Regions from separate parts of the Zea mays genome. Here region 2 is linked to region 1. Evidence: chromatin contacts called from public Hi-C data. All regions are on one chromosome and are shown on one strand. Each heading gives the region's core, a stretch centred on a gene start, on an enhancer-like site or on the middle of the called end of the contact. The rest is flanking DNA. Distances are from core to core; before and after follow the strand shown.

The links. A called contact is a pair of places that touch in the nucleus more often than the background predicts.
Region 2: a Hi-C map of leaf shows a contact between it and region 1, with 7 times the contacts expected there. The contact joins the promoter of LOC100278886 here to the promoter of LOC103632661 in region 1. A contact is called at or near these places in 7 of 25 Hi-C or Micro-C datasets (bundle sheath, ear, endosperm and 2 more).

Annotation. Positions count from the first base shown.
Region 1 is chr7:105,763,893-105,767,098 of Zm-B73-REFERENCE-NAM-5.0, reverse strand. LOC103632661 (putative pumilio homolog 8, chloroplastic) reads left to right here and starts at 1,585. Exons shown (of 6, transcript XM_008654417.4): 1 at 1,585-2,627; 2 at 2,734-2,911. The coding sequence starts at 1,885.
Region 2 is chr7:105,910,848-105,914,053 of Zm-B73-REFERENCE-NAM-5.0, reverse strand. It overlaps LOC100278886 (MND1-interacting protein 1), which reads left to right and starts at 1,552. Exons shown (of 2, transcript NM_001152018.2): 1 at 1,552-3,199. The coding sequence starts at 1,802.

The DNA.
Region 1 (3,206 bases), core at 336-2,835:
GTGGTATTTCACTACAAAGACAAGAAGCACAGATGGAGAGATTTGTTTATAGAAACATCCACTTTTAGAAGATGTTTGGTTCCTCTGACTAAAGTTTAGTTCGTGTCACAATAAATATTTAAATATCATTATAAGTAATAAATATATCTTCACACTTTTGTAAATTGATTTAAGGGTGTCACTGTTTTTCCCCAATTCATCTATCAGTCTGTTACACAAATTCGTTATCTCTCTTTATTTTAATTGTGAGTCAACTATGTCTATCTTCACACTTTTATGAATTGATTTAAGGGTATCACTATTTTTCTCAATTCATCTATCAGGCTGCTACATAAATTCCTGACCTCTCTTTATTTTAATTGTGAATTGATTTAAGGGTAAGTTGCATTCCTCATCCTTTTTTAACATAATTCTCTCAGTCACCTTGTTGATTTTTCCTGCTATTGTTCTCACATTTTGCTCGACCTTTCACTTCCCAGTATGAAAATCAATCTCTTGCCTGGCTTGATCTATCGAATGAAGCAGCCAAAAACCGTGCTGCTGATTTTTGTTTCCGGCAAGATTGTTCTGACAAGAGCTAAGGTTAGCAGTCGTTTCTTGAGTCCATTATCATTAGAGTACTTCTCAATTTTTTCTGATTGTGTTAGAGTATATCCAACCTTTTCTCTTTCCAGATGAGAGATGAGAAGTTGCTTTTGAAATTATCTATACAGTCCTCATAAAGTCATAAAAGTCTAGCAATGCTAAGTACATGGTAATTGCTAATGGGCAAGAATAATTAGGGTATGTTGTTCAAGTGCGTGCCCAGTTGTTGTCCCCCCTTTTATCGTTTTTTTCCTGATTTCGACGATACCATTACATGAGACGCTCACGAGACTTATATAATAATACTATCCTTCTATAGAATCAATGTGTTGATTAATATTCGCTACATATTTATCATTGTTTATTTTTTATCAATGACAAAGCACATGTACAATCTTATATATCTTTTAAGATAGGTAAACGTCCACTTTTGGTGATGCTAATAAAAGTATAGAAAACATATAATATTTTTGTATATCAATGTATTTTATCACTATTTGAATTGCGCACAAATTTCATGTCATTAGTGTTAATTTGTGAGATATGAGATTGATGATATATATGTTGTTCGTTTTCATGTAATCATTGCGCACTAATATTTATCAAATGATTTATACGCCGTCGCAACACACTGGCACATACCTAGTGGGGAGATTAAGAGCAATTCAAAAGAACATGTAAACTAATCACAAAACAGATATTAGTAAAGAATAATGATTTTCTTGCTTCAATAGCTCCATCGTTCTTCCTAAAAAATTTGTGTCCCGCTCCCGCATCCACAACCTTATCTCGCTCATATTTTGGTGTGTTCCATCCCTACACATTTCATTCCTAAACGTATATCGGATCATCCACAGCCTACCGACGACTGTACAGATTGCGTCACAGCCTACCGATTACCCATCATGATTCACTCTTAAAACTTTTTAGCTTTCTCTTAATAATCAGTTTTTGGTAAATTTTTTAATACTTTTAGGGTTGGTCCAAGGAACAATCTGTGGCGCGCAAATTTCCGGGACGATATACAGTAGATGCGAGACACGGAGAATATTAGGAGAAAAAGAGAGAACTGTTGAAGGGTTCAAAATGTATGTATGTGTTTTTTTTTAAAAAACGTTTTTTAGGTTAGTTTACAGATTTTATTGGAGACGCTCAAAATCCTCCCTAATCCTATTTAATCCACTCCCCTAACTGAAGCAGCGACGATTCCTCCGTAGTCTCTGCTCATCAACTACTAGAGTCTAGACTCCTGTATAAGCGCAAAAGACAGTTGTGGGGGGTTTCTGGTGGGTGGGGTTCATGGTCATGGCGCAGCCGCCGGAGGAGCATCATGAGCAGGAGAAGCAAGCCAGCAAGGGGGAGTACGACCCGCCGAACGATAAGCTGATTGAGATGATGGTGGGTCTTTCCATCTATAACCAGCAGGCTGCCGTGGCGCTACCGCTTTCCATCTATAACCAGCAGACCACCGCCGCACAACCGCGGCTGTGCGAGGTGCACGACGCTGCGGCGGCGGATAGCTTCTCATCTGCTTTTCTTGAGGCTCGTCGCAGTATCATCGATCCGCGAGCATACGTGCCGCCGCCTCCGATAGGGCAGAAAGCCGGTCCGTCAGCGCCGTCGCAGATGCATCCTGGATTGGTGCGGATGCCGCTGCCGCCCTACGATCGTAGCGTGCCTGACGCGCGATCCTTCGCGGAAGGTCGACTTCGGCGCAGCATAGCTCGTGGGCCCCGGAACGAGGCCGTGGGCATGCTCTCGCCTGGCGCAATCGGCGCAGCTTGCGGCGCCCACCCTGGCGGCCACGCGTATATGGCGCCGCCGCCCTACCTACACGGTGGAACGGAGGAAGCCTTGCTCCTCGCGCTGTCCGAGGAAACCCCCGAGAGTATCGTGTCGTACGCCTGCGACCTCTTGGAGAGCAGACATGGGCAGCGGCTGTTCCGTCTGGTCCTCAATCACTGCTGCCAACAGCTGCGGGATCGAATCGTTGCTACGATCACCTGGGACAGGAAGAGTTTCGGTAGCCTTTGCACCCGGAGGTGCTTGATCAAATATCATACTTGTTTTATAATCTGTTCTTCCTCTAGATTTTTTATCTGTTCTTTTTATTCAGCCAAATAAATGATAGATTCTATGTCTTTTCAGGCCAGATGAAGTAGTTCATATAATCAGTTCCTGTGAAACTCGGAGATCAATGCAGCTTCTTGGAGATGCCATGCTGCAATGGATGTCACATAATCAGATGAGGTACCTTCTGTCGGATTCGAAAAGATTAAAAGTGCTGCAGGCTTTCATAATGAGCTCTCCTCCGGATATTGCTCAGGTAGTGATTTCTTTTTTCCAAGTCAAGTTCTACCTGGTGCTACAGAAATCAAAACCCTTGTGATGATTCACTAGTATCATTAGCATCTTTATGTGCTTTATCATTGCTGACGGAAGTACATTGCTGAAATATGTAGCACTGTTTAATTTGTCAATATATAGTCCCATTCTTGTAAGGGCGCCCTTCTTGTAATTCCACCGTTTAATTTGTCGCCGGTTCATTTTTTAACTTTGTTTGAAAAAATTAATCAATGGCTACTTTAGACACGTAATTCTCTCTCAGCCTCAATGTTTTG
Region 2 (3,206 bases), core at 303-2,802, 150 kb before region 1:
ATGGTGTGGGATGTAGGGTGGGTTTTCGGTAGCTTTTGGTACCGAGTTGTTAACCATCTACTCCTATGCAATCTAGGGAAGGAGATTGAGAACAGAGATAGGTTCCTTCATACTAGCAAGGTGAGAACCTGATGGGAGGTAGAAGAACTTGACTTCTCTTGGGTGCCTCCACCATCCACTATCCTCTTAGTCTGTATCCAGCAGCTCGCCTATTCCATCCCTTATCCTACTTTCTATTTCAAACTCCACTCTGCAAACAATGTCATCTACAGTGCAAATCATTGTTTTACACGACGATATGCACGATCTGCTAGATACAACCTTACACACGCACATAGGAGACACCGTCACACATAGGAGACACCCACTACAGTTTGCTTAGGCTGACTCCAACAGAGTACATATCAAGGCACCTAAAACCATTATATAAATATAAATGATACTATAACATTTTTAACAGGTAACCTATACTAGATACCATTTTAGATGCGATGTGGGAGAATACCTTTATATAGATGATCATCTTCTCAATTATATACTACCTCTGTTCTCGAATATTTGTCACCCGCTAGTTTATTTTTTAACTAAACCACGACAAAAAAAGATCGGAGAGAGTATTTGGGTACCTGGTTGGACACGATAATATTTAGGTATCTTCTTTTGGCTAACCGCGTAATCCAAATGTGTGTTTAGATTCCATTTTTGCACGTTCTCGTTGGAGTTAGCCTTAGACTATCTTCAACAGCTTACACATTCATGTCTCTATATTTAAATGCATTCTGTGAACTATATAATTTACAGTACAAAATAGTGGTTTAGATGATTAGAGCAACTCCAATAGTTCTCTAAACAACTCTCTAAATCTTAAATATAAAAAGTGAACAGAAAAATACTTCCCCAATGGTTTTCTAAATAGACTTGCTAAATTTACTAAGTTGCTATTCAACTCTATTTACTCTTCAAATTTAGCAACTCGATACGAACTCCCTAAATGCATTTGGCGTTAATTTCTTCACACTAGCGTGATTATTTTTTCCCTTTCCCACACACTGAGGTAGCCAGGTATAGCACACTCTTCTTCCACTTTCTAGCATAGTGAGGTAGCTAGGTCAAACGCGTGTGACACACGTTTCTCCTTCACCGTCGAACCCAACTTCCTCATAGGTTGCGCCACCGGACCACCACTCCTTCATAGTTAATGTCGACCGGCCTTTTCTCTTCTGTCCTCGACATCCTCTGCTCTCAACCTTATTGTCAGCCAGATCTCATGCGAGGCAGGGCTGCCAAAGCTAGATTCAAAATACTTCCTAAATATGAGCAACTATTGGAGACTAAGTTGTTTTTTTACTTTCAATAGCTATTTAGCAACTTACTAAACATGATTTTAACAAGCTCTTTTTTAGAGAACTATTGGAGTTGCTCTTATATAGTTAAACTGCTGGACACAGTTCCATGAAAGTTAACGAATCGACCTCTCGTGCTCTTCTTGGGCTTAGGCTTGGGCTTGCCCTACAGCAGCAACCGGAGATCGGTGGGATGCGGAAGCAGTAACACAAACAAACCCAAGCCCTAAGTTATCCAGCTTGAAGGACTAAAAAGCCCAATCGAGCCCAGCAGCAAGGCCTTCGTTCCCCTTCCGGTCTTCTTGTTCCTCGCTTCCGTCCACTCGCCATTTTCCTCGCACTCGCACACATCGACGTGGTCTCCGCGCCGCCGCACCCCCATCACAGCCAACCAGCACCTCCGATCCATCCTCCAAACCCTATTACCACCGCTCCCGCCGCCCCCGACTCGCGCTCGGATGGCAGGGCAACCCCGCGAGCGTGGTAGCCGCTCGTCCCGGAAGGGCCGGTCCGCCCGCGCGGGGCTTGCACAGGCGCCCCCGCCGGCCTCCGATCCCGATCTGACCGTCGGAGAGGATGCCGCGCCGTGGCTCCGCGCCACGGCGGACGAGCTTGAGGAGCGCCTGCTGAAGAGGCTGGATGAGGCGTACGCGGCGGCCCTGGCCCGCCTCGCCGACCTCGGCCACGGCGAGGAGGCATCCCTCGAGGCCGTTCTCCACTCGGGCCACTGTTACGGCAAGCTCAACGATCCCGTTTCCAACATCGTGGCCAACGCCCGCGCCTACCTCTCCGATCCTGGCCACGCCAGCGCGGCCGGCGGCTTCGCCGACCTCCGACGCCTCGAGGAATACTCCCTCGCGGGGCTTGTCTGCCTCCTCCAGAGCAGCCGCCCTACCCTCACCCGCGCCGAGGCCTTGTGGTGCCTTCTCTCCAGTGACCTCCGTATTGAAGAGGCGATCGCCATAAGCAGCTCTTTCAATGGTGAACCCTCATCTATTGCTGAGAGTGAGGAGCACCTCCCAGCCGTGGCAGAGACCGCACAGCGTGGATACATCCACTATCATAACACCACAGCCACAGCTGCTCAGGACCCCACTCTTTTTGACCCAGAAGCCTTCATGAGACTTGCGATATGCCAGGGTCCCGCTGCAGCCACCATCTCCTGCCTGAAGGCCGCCGGGTGGTCACGATCTAGTGGCGCCGCACCAGAAGGGCAGCCCAGGGAATCGTTTACCAAGAAGCTCTCCACTGAGGAACTCATCGAGTCTGTTGTTGCGGAGCTTGAGGCACTGGACATTGACAAGAAGGATCCACCAGATGCGAACCCTGACCCAAAGAACCAGATGGCGCGTGAACTCATTAAGCAGACAAGAGAGATGGAGACGCAGCTTAAGGAGCGAAAGGAATGGGCACAGGGAAAGGCGATACAGGCTGCTCGCAAGCTTGGTGCTGATCTTACTGAGCTGCGTGTGCTGCGGATGGAACATGATGAGAACCAGCGGCGTAAGAAGGAAAAACAGGTGATGGAGGATGACACAATGAAGCGCCTTGCTCATCTGGAGAATGAGCTGAAGAAAAAGAGTGGGCAGCTTGACAGGAGTAATGCAACAGTTCAGAGGCTGGAAATGGAGAATGCAGAGATACGTGCTGAGATGGAAGCTGCAAAACTGAGTGCATCAGAGACTGAAAAACAATGCCAGGGTCTCTTAAGGAAAGAGAAGAAGGATAGCAAAAGGCTTGAAGTCTGGGAGCGCCAGAAAGCGAAGCTGAAGGAGGACATTGCTGAATGCAAGACAAATATTACACAAGCTGAAAGGGAGCTTGCTGAGGTCAACAAGGCAATAAAAAATATGGAGGTTAGGA